Regions from separate parts of the Mus musculus genome. Here regions 2 and 3 are each linked to region 1. Evidence: chromatin contacts called from public ChIA-PET data. All regions are on one chromosome and are shown on one strand. Each heading gives the region's core, a stretch centred on a gene start, on an enhancer-like site or on the middle of the called end of the contact. The rest is flanking DNA. Distances are from core to core; before and after follow the strand shown. Region 1 overlaps Gigyf2 (GRB10 interacting GYF protein 2). Region 2 overlaps Dgkd (diacylglycerol kinase, delta). Region 3 holds the start of Usp40 (ubiquitin specific peptidase 40).

What was found. ChIA-PET counts read pairs in DNA pulled down with a chosen protein or histone mark.
Region 2: a contact with region 1 is called in an RNA polymerase II ChIA-PET map of memory CD8 T cells, with 15 read pairs. The contact joins two enhancer-like sites. A contact is called at or near these places in 1 of 115 datasets of contacts at active chromatin or transcription factors (memory CD8 T cells) and 2 of 9 other capture datasets (adipose tissue and liver).
Region 3: an RNA polymerase II ChIA-PET map of memory CD8 T cells shows a contact between it and region 1, with 8 read pairs. The contact joins the promoter of Usp40 here to the enhancer-like site in region 1. A contact is called at or near these places in 8 of 39 promoter capture datasets (the HPC-7 cell line, HPC-7-derived erythroid cells, cranial neural crest and 5 more), 3 of 115 datasets of contacts at active chromatin or transcription factors (astrocytes, large pre-B cells and memory CD8 T cells) and 2 of 9 other capture datasets (adipose tissue and macrophages).

What each region holds. Positions count from the first base shown.
Region 1 is chr1:87,376,190-87,379,501 of GRCm38.p6, forward strand. It overlaps Gigyf2 (GRB10 interacting GYF protein 2), which reads left to right. Exons shown (of 29, transcript NM_146112.4): 7 at 2,783-2,894. Among named protein-coding and RNA genes, the nearest start is that of Kcnj13, 17 kb to the right of the region's middle. Within about 2 kb of position 1,997, at least 15 of the 459 cell types and tissues checked have an H3K27ac peak or open chromatin away from gene starts, as enhancers often do. A contact at or near this core is called in memory CD8 T cells, where this site is marked.
Region 2 is chr1:87,933,882-87,937,029 of GRCm38.p6, forward strand. It overlaps Dgkd (diacylglycerol kinase, delta), which reads left to right. Exons shown (of 30, transcript NM_177646.3): 20 at 225-321; 21 at 513-620; 22 at 1,457-1,570; 23 at 2,403-2,537; 24 at 2,868-3,019. Among named protein-coding and RNA genes, the nearest start is that of Usp40, 73 kb to the right of the region's middle. Within about 2 kb of position 1,345, at least 63 of the 459 cell types and tissues checked have an H3K27ac peak or open chromatin away from gene starts, as enhancers often do. A contact at or near this core is called in memory CD8 T cells, where this site is marked.
Region 3 is chr1:88,006,944-88,010,012 of GRCm38.p6, forward strand. It overlaps Usp40 (ubiquitin specific peptidase 40), which reads right to left and starts at 1,608. Exons shown (of 32, transcript NM_001198573.1): 1 at 1,495-1,608; 2 at 282-499. The coding sequence starts at 480.

The DNA.
Region 1 (3,312 bases), core at 747-3,246:
ACTTAGCAGTAAAGCTTCCACCACACAAGCAGGGCTGGAGGTAGTCAGAATTGCAAAACCCAAAATCCATTATATGTATTTTTCTTGATCTCTCCCCCCACCCCCCACCCCCCAGTCTTCCAAGACTTAATGGTTTTGGTCAAGACTAAAATGTTTTTCTCAAAGTGGTTCTACAGAATAGGTTTTCTGGAGTTTACCCCCCCCCCCCCCAAGGGTTTCTCTGTGTAGCCTCTGTGGCTGTCCTGGAACTTACTCTGTAGACTGGGCTGACTGAACCTCAAGAAGTTCACTTGCCTCTGCTTCCCAAGTGCTGGAATAAATACTATTTTTAAAAATTACATTTATGTGTGGGAATGTGTATTTGTGTTCAGGTGGTGTAAGAGACCAGAAGAAGGTACTGGATCCTCTGTAGTTGGAATTAAACAGTTGTAGCCACGTGGTGTGGATACTGGGTGCCAAACTCAGTCCATTCAGTTAACTGCTGGACCATCTATCTAGTCTGGACAAAATTAATCTTGAAAAAGGAGAGGATTTGTTCCTTATCCTAAAGTCACTGTTGTGGAGGAATATTTTCGCGTTAGAGTAGTTACTATTAAATTATTTTAGGATTTTAAATAAAATGTATACATATTCTGAATGTAGGGCAGAGGGAGAAAGCTACTTAAACTGTAAGTTGACTTTAGGTTGACTTAAAAGTAATGAACCTGGAAGATAACTTTGTGATTGTTAGAGTTAAACTGTAGTTTTCACTTTTATTTTATAGACAAAGTGGATACTAGTCTAGTCAAGAGAATATCCTAATATATATTATATAATTTTTTTCAGTATTTTGTAAGAGTCATGGAAGTATTCCTGTAATCTGAGTCAGTTCCTGATAGGTTATGATGAAGTGCATGGGTACTTGAATTCACTTGCTTCATTGGATGTTTCATTCAGAATATATTATTTTCGGGTTAGAGGTGTATTTTTTGTGGTAGAGCTTTTGCCTAGCATTTGCATTGTGCTCTGTTTGGTACCTAGCACCATACACAAAATAAAGCTTTATCATTTTCTTCTGATCATTTTGATCTATGGGAGAAGTTAAGTTTGGGATAGCTGCTAAGGTATTTTTTGTTATAAATGCACCCCAAACTCCCATGCCTCCTCTAGTTTCTTCATTTGTGTCAGTACTGTTCACATGTTCATTGAGTAAACTACAGAATGTCCAAAGCTGAAAGTGCGTGCTACATACATATCTGCATGTGTCTCAGTCACTCTTAGCTGTGCAGCAGTATGGACAACATCACAATATCACCCCCCCCCCCCACTTGAGTATGCTTTTGTCATTCAGTAGCACAGGTCTGAGTTAACATTAGTGCCTTAGTTATGTGGATTTGTATTGTTCTGGGATGTTTCATCAGAATTTATTTAGCCAACTATTATTAGGTTGTTTCTAGTGTTTTGAAATTCAAGTGTTCGTTTTCATACAAATATGTGTCATGCCTTATTTAACAAGACGCGAGCCTCATTAGGTTATTTTATTTTCATTGATATATGAACATTATAATTTACACAGGCTTATATGGTTTAGGTTATTTACTTGGTTTGGCCTCCAGATACAGTTAAAAGACAATGATTACAAGATATATGCTGTTGCTTGTGGTATAAATGGGATATTGTTTTATAGTAAATTTAAAATAAGTACACTTGAAAATATAATATATCCTCAAATAAATAACTTTTCATTGTCACAATCACATACTGTGTACTACATGCTGGCAAATATGCCATGTTTTTAAGTGACTGGCAGTTCAGTAGATTTCTTTAGACCAGCACCATCACAAATAAGTCTCTAGTTACTTCAGAGTTTTCAACTCCATTATAATGTGGTTGAACAGTGAGTGGTTATAGTAAGTCTTATCACTGGTTGAAACTGTATGCATTGCATGATGGTTTACATACTTGTGAGTGCCTCCCTCTCCTTCCCTTTTGTTCTTTTTTTCTTCTTTCCCTTTCGGTCCTTTTCATCTTTCTTAGGCTTTTTGAGTCATTCTTGATGTAACACAAGCTGGCTTTGAGCTGTCAGTTCTCTGTTTCAGCCCCAAATGCTGAGATTATAGGCATGTTCCACCCCACTTGACTCTGTAAAAATGTTTCTACTGGGATAGATTCTGAGCAGAGTCACAGGTTGATAGTTAACCAGATGGCCTTCATTAGAAGCCTGCTAACATTTGATTTGCAAAGCTTTTAAGTCCCTATACTCCAACTACTCTGCGGAATGACTTTAGTGTTGCTAATTTTCCTTACCTCAGTGAAGGATTCTTTTTATCCTGTAAGAATATAGTTCGCAGTCCTACAGTTGTTCAGTTCACTTCTGCTATCTTTTTTCTGGAATTGGATAAAGGAATTTTATCGTGATTGACACTTCCTACTAGAGTTTCTCTCTAGAAGTTCCCCATAGTAAGATTTCCCCAGTAGTTATTGAAAACAATCCATGAAAACATTCAATTTATAATGGTGTACTAGCCTTGGTAGACGCCACTGTGGACCTCGTCACTGATGAGTTTCCTGTTGGTGCTGTGTATTGTTCAGGACTGGGATTCCTTCACGAGTGGTTGGTTTATTTTTTTCATACCCCAGTTCAGTTCTATCAGAGCCATTATGTCTTGCTAAATACTTAAATGTGGCCGTCTTGAAGTGTACAGAGAGATAGAACTTCATAGAGATTAACCTTCAGTGTTGAACATACTTGTTGGATGTTGGTTTCTAACTATTTCCCCTCCCCCTGTTTTCTTATTTTCAGGCAGAGGTAGAGGTGAATGTGGTTTCTACCAAAGAAGTTTTGATGAAGTAGAGGGTGTGTTTGGGCGAGGAGGTGGCAGGGAAATGCATAGATCACAGAGCTGGGAAGAAAGGTAACTAAAGTGTTGAGATTGTAATGTAATTAAGCATTTGCTGGTCTATAAAACTCACCCTAGTGGTATTCTATAGGACTTGCCTGTGTGCCAGTTATTTGACAGGCTGAGGAAGGAGATTCTGGAGTACTGGCTATCCTGCACAATTTAGCAAACTTCTGAACTCAAAATAAAAATGGAAAAAAATGGCTAGGATTCTAACCCATTGGTAGCTCTCTAGGGAGGTTCAGCCCTCAGTACTCCAAACAAAACAAAGCACACCGCGTTCCTTTCATGAGTGGTACAGGGTTGCGTGTTCCTGTGATCCTAACACTTGGGAGGCCAAGACAGAAGAATCATGAGTTCCAGACCAAAATGGGCTGCATGGTGTGACCTAGAGAATCACAGAAGTTGGGTGGGAGTGTTGTCTCCTCTCTAG
Region 2 (3,148 bases), core at 95-2,594, 560 kb after region 1:
TGATGGTCACATAATTATGGAGAGCTAAGGCCTCATATCAGGACCCTGGTGTCTAGAAGTGTGGCAGACAAGCGACTTCTGTCCCTTGCTGGGTATCTGGGGTTTAAATCTAGCTCAATTAGAAACCAGGCTGCCTTTTGAGGTCGCACAAGTCCCCAGGCTTCATAACAGTAACTCAGGTTATTGTAAGAGAGCCCTGTCCAAGGTGGCACTTCTGTTTCTAGGAGTAGGACTAAGAACATGATGTGGTATGGTGTCCTTGGCACCAAAGAGCTGCTGCACAGAACCTACAGGAACCTGGAACAAAAGGTCCTGCTGGAGGTGAGTGGTAGCCTCCTGGCCTGGTGGGTGACCTCCCAACCTTGGTTAGAGATGAGTTCTACTGAGCCTTGCCTGATCGTCCCTGAGGAGCCTTGCCTTGCCACAGGCCCAGCATATTAAATTGGTGCTAGGAAGAACTGGCACATACTGAGTACTGCTCTTTTCTCTCCATCTGCCTTTCTGCGGCGCAGTGTGATGGCCGCCCTATTCCCCTCCCGAGTCTTCAAGGAATTGCTGTCCTCAACATTCCCAGCTATGCTGGAGGGACCAACTTCTGGGGGGGCACCAAGGAAGATGATGTACGTATGGGGTTTGAGGTGGGTGGGCTGGGCTTAGCAAGGTCAGTGAGGCATGACTAGATGGGATATCTCCTTGGTCCTAACAGTGGGCATGGTGGAGGACCAGATAGACAGGTTCCCTCACCAATCGGCCTGGTGTCTAGAAGGCAGGTCTAGCACAAGATCAAGTGAGAAGCAGCTGAGACTTGAAGGAGAACTTAAATTGTCCGAATTGGCAGGCACTAGATGGAGAGTATCCTGTTTTGGCAGAAGAAAGGAGATGTGGAAGCTCAGAAGCAAGAAGGGGCAAAGTATATAGAGAACAGTTCCCCAAGTGCAGTGTGGAATATGTGCATGGAGGAGGGAGATGCCTGTAGGGCCTGCATTGTATGAGGCAGTAGAAGCCAAAGGCAGGAGTCTGGAGTTTATGTCAAGAACATAGGAAGATATTGACGGGCTTTAACCAAGGTTTGCATGTAATTAAAAAGCCAGCTTGGCACTTACTGCAGACTTATTTGTAGGCCACTGTTCTAAGTACCTGGAACCTGTTTGCACGTTCATTTTATATACCTCCCCCTCCTAAGGAGCAAGCAGTGTCATCTCCCTCTGAAGGACGGAGGACATGACTAACTTGCCTGAGGGCTCATGTCTAATAAATAGCACGTTTGAGGGCTAGTCTCAGGCATTGGGCTTCTGGGTAACAGATACCCAACCCTGCACTTCATTTACCACCATCACTGTACCATGTGTGGGTGTGGGCTTGTCTGTCTCACCAGAACCCCCAGAACAGGAAGCAGAGCAAGAGGGAGACGCGTTTGGGGAAGTGAGGCAGACAGCTTTCATGCTGGCCCTTTCAGACTTTTGCAGCTCCATCATTCGATGATAAGATTCTGGAGGTGGTTGCTGTGTTCGGCAGCATGCAGATGGCTGTGTCTCGTGTAATTAAGCTACAGCATCATCGGATTGCCCAGGTACTGGCCATGCTGTTCGATAGGTCTAGCCCACCCCCTTCTAGGACTCATCCCTGTTTGGAGAGGCAGGGTTTGGCCTAGGATGCTTGGATTTGCTCACAGTAGAGACCCAAGAGAGATGCCTAACTAGGACCTTAGAGGCAGCCCCACTCTGCCTCCCTCTCCCACTGAGTGCTCTGAGTCTTGCTGAGGTAGAAAAGGCCCAGATGAGCCTGGTCTGCTGCAAGAAGCAGTGCACCTTGGACATGGATCTGTCTGTGGCGATGACTAAGCCCACCGGGGCTTGACAGACAGCTCTGAGGTTAGCTAGAGAGGGCAGTTAGGTCAGGGCTCTTGGCTTTAATTCTGACAGCACTGAAGAGCTGGTACAGGTCCACCCACTTTGGGGGTGCAGGGAAGGAGTAACTGTACATACAGTGCAGTGCTGATAAGATCTGTTGGGTCTTCCTGCATTCTCTTGGTCCCCAACACTCAGCTGTTTAAAGTTTACCTTTTTGTTTTTGTGCACATTTTTGTAAAGAGTTGCAGAAGCTTTATCATCTGATGTTAGATTTTGCTCTGCCCAGGGATGTTTACATCTGGCAAGGACCATGACTCTTTGACCCCTTTAGCCTGATATCCGTATCTGTACCCAAGATCTTCTGGTTATACCTATCCCAGATGTGTGGGGAGGGAACAGTAGGGGCAGAGGGGGCAACAGAGCAGAGGCTAGAAAAGGAGGCCAAGTAAATGGCTGTGGGTAAGGAGTGGGAGTGCAGACACTCAGAGCAGCAAGGCCTGTGGGTGCTTTAAATCTCCTGGCACGGGAATAACAGTCTGGCATCTGTTTAAGTGTCGCACAGTGAAGATCTCCATCCTGGGGGATGAAGGCGTGCCTGTGCAGGTGGATGGGGAAGCCTGGATCCAGCCACCTGGGTACATTCGGATCGTGCACAAGAACAGGGCGCAGACATTGACCAGAGACAGGGTAAGAGCAATTGCCATCGAGGCCTGGTGGGGTCTGGGTTACCAGTGGCTTACTCATGGGCTCACCTGTACATTCATAAAAGAGGCAAAAGGGTTTCATCTTTGTTCTTGGATTTCTCTTCACCATACAGAGATTAGCTGACATAGTGGTGTGCCCTGTAGTCTCAATAATCTAGAGGCAGGAGACCAGTTAAGGTTATATAGTGAGACATGTTCTAAAAGGCACAAAGTTAAACTAACATACATAGCTTTTACCTTGCTGTGGGCAGATGGTGTGCTCGCCCTCTAGAGGGCACAGGAAGAAGTCTGACTCTGTGTTCTAATGTCTCAGGCCTTTGAAAACACCCTGAAGTCTTGGGAAGACAAACAGAAGTGTGAGCTGTCCCGCCCACCCTCCTTTTCCCTGCACCCTGAGATCCTGTCTGAGGAGGAAGCTACCCAGATGGATCAGTTTGGGCAGGCAGCAGGGGGCCTCATTCACAGGTAGGCTCTGCCATGTTCTTTGAGACCTTGCAGGCTTTGTGGCCTGGTCCTGTTTGCTGGCTCTGCTTTACAGTGGGGCCTGGAGCCTGACTTCTCTGGCTTAGTTTGCTTCCTTCGTCTTCTTGGTTA
Region 3 (3,069 bases), core at 358-2,857, 630 kb after region 1:
TTCTCTTTATGTTGTATTTCAAATTATGGGAATTAGAAATACCTTGCCTTGTTTTTGCTGCTGTTGTTATGAAACACTACATCACTACACAGAATAGATTTTTTAAATGGTAAGCTTCATAATTTTCTTCAGAGAACGGCAAATATATGTCTTTCTTTGCAACAATGAAACACATATTGTTGAATCCACCTTAAGATTCGTTTTCTTTTATGTTTTTTTCATAACTAATTACATATAAAGCCCACGGTACATATTATTCAAATGCATGTCACATAGCATACCTCTGAATTCAGGTGTGAAATGAAGCGTCTGAAGAAGGGAGCTGAGGTAACAGGTTCCACCCTGATTTCTGATTCCACTTAAATTGGTGAATTCTCTAGGGGCAGGCGGCTCCAAACCTTTAGTCTTTAATTTCTTCCCTCTTCCATACTGACTACTTGACACACTGGAATAATCCTCTTCAAATAGGTTCCCAAACATGGTGGAACTAAACGCTATCCTTTAAAGAAAATATGTTACATAAATGTTTCCATTCTTTAAATGTACCTCCACCCCCAATTTTCTCTTATTATTCGAGCGTAGCTGTTTTGTTAAATCGTTCTTCAGAAAACACAGTAGTTTGTGTTTTGGAGAAAGCGAGACCTGACTTGTCTTTCCTACCTACACGGGGTCCTGATTAACCTGTGTGATCCTGGACAAGTTATTTTAGCTAACATTTACTTCTATGTAAAATGGGGCTGCGTATTTTTCATAGGTAAATTAAACCAGTCACATGACAAAAGAAAGGTTACTGAGTACAAAGGGCTTGACCCACAAGAACCGATAACTATTCTTGGATTCCACATCACTAAATGAGGGGGGGGGGGAGAGAAGGGGAGGAGCCTTCATCAATTATGAAATCTCAGCTTCCCCCATCCCTTCATACACAGTACCAGATCACAGCGTTTCAGTGACTTAACCCTATCACATTAATCTTGACAGTAGTTTCAGCACTTTGGCCCTAAACTAGAGAGCCAGGAGTAAGTACCTTGAGGAAGAAAAACTCTGGTCATTAGAGCCATGGAGTCCAATGGCCTTCCAAAACATACCCAGGAATCCAACTGCAGAAGTGGGGACCTGCGGGAATCTGTTCTGTTTCTTGTGTGGGGAAGGGACATTTGGGGTAAAACGCTGAGAACACTCTCTTAAGTGATAGGAATGGCCAAAATGCAGTTTTCTTCCTTCCCAACACAGTCCTCTGAACAAAAGCTCAAGAAATGGAACTCGCGAGGCAGGCCTCGAGCTAGCTCGCGGGCTGGCTTCCCGTCACGCCGCTCCAGAGGCCTTGCCGCCCACCAAGCCGCCCAGCGCCCAGGAGCGCGACCAGGCGCGCGTCCCCGCGGCCCGACCCCTGACGCGCTGCCAGCAGAGGCCCGGCGTCTCTCCCCAGGCCGCCGGCGTCGTCCCTACGCTGCCCTCGTCCCTCCCTGCGCCCAGTTCCCCAGCCCCACTTACTGCCTATAGCCCAGACCCCCGCCCCGGCCACAGCACAGAGTAAACGAACTCGCTCCGAACGGGCACCGCCATGCCGAGGAGGCCGTGTCTCTGGAAAGTGATTTCCAACCACCCACCCCCACCCCAGATGCGACTACACTTCCCAGGGTGCGTCGCGCCACGCGGAGATTTATGGGTAGTTATACTGCTCTTTTTCCAGACGGCTTACAAGTTAAAATTTGTATTTATTGCTGCCTGCAAAAAGCGTTGGAGCCACATTCTGTTAGAGCTTTCACCATTTAAGTGGAGTATGTATTTATATAGTCTCTGCTCTAGGATAACAAAAGAACCTTAAAACAGTTTTTCCTCTTCAAAGTATATCTCTGATACAAAACTTGTGAAAATGCTCTACGTTCTGTGAACCTTCTTACATCGCCTTCAATCCACCTTAAGTAGTTTATATATAACCATGCAAGCATGTATGCACACAAAACTGTCTGTCCTGCTGGAGCTCTTCGGATAGGTTACTTCCCATCCTTTGCACAGACCCCATTTGTATCTCCCTCGTCTCCTCCAACCTCTATCAGGATGTGAATGAAGGAAACAGGTGAAATCTAATTTTTATTTCAGCTGAGAGTTTAAGAGATGGAGAACAGGAATAAAGATGGAGGGTGATGGGGGTTGAGGGTGGCAGAGTCCAAGTGACCATCAGTCCAAGGGATTTGTCTTTGGAACATTTGAGGGAGGCTGGTGTGGCTAGAACGCTGAGGAAGTGTTGGGAGGAAAGGACTGGAGATGACCATTGGCTAGGAATAAGGGGTCTGGGCCAGGAAATGGACTGGGAGAGTACACAGCTCTCAGTACTCCAGGTGGAGGACCACTTTGCTTTTTAGCAACCTCCCCTTCACTTTGCTTTCCTGGCCATATCTCTTTCTGTCTTATGGTACTTTATCCTCCTATTTAAAAATCACAGCTATACCTTAAACTTTTATTCCCTGACCAAAACTCAACACTGTAAGCCAAGATCCACAGGCATAGGTGGCTTCCCTCTGGGCAGCTATATCCCCTTACACCCATGTGCTTGTTAGTTAGGTTTTGATTACTTTTTTTTTTTCTTGGTAGGTTGTTTGTTTTTGTACTTTATTTTGTTTTGTTTGTAAACGGGACACAAGCTAGGGTCACATGGAAAGAGGGAACAGATGCTGAGAGAATACCTCTATAAGATTGGCCTGGAGGCAAGTGTGGGGACATTTTCTTGATGAATGATTAATGTGGGAGGACCCAGCCCACTATGGGTGGTGCCAACCTTGGGAAGGTGGACCTGGGTTGTATAAAAAACAAACTGAGTGACCCAGAGGGAACAAGCCAGAGAGCAGGGTTTCTCCATGGCCTCCACTTCAGGTTCTGCCTCTAGTCCCTGCCTTGAGTTGCTGCCCTGCCTTGAGTTCGTGATGAACTGTGAGCTGTCTGAAATGAACCCTTTTCTCCCCACGTTGCTTTTACTGGTGGTGTTCATCACTGCAATAGAAAGCAACCTAGGACAGCCTGGCCTCTTTGTTATGTTCTGACTCATAGTTCCATTCTACCACCTGTCTA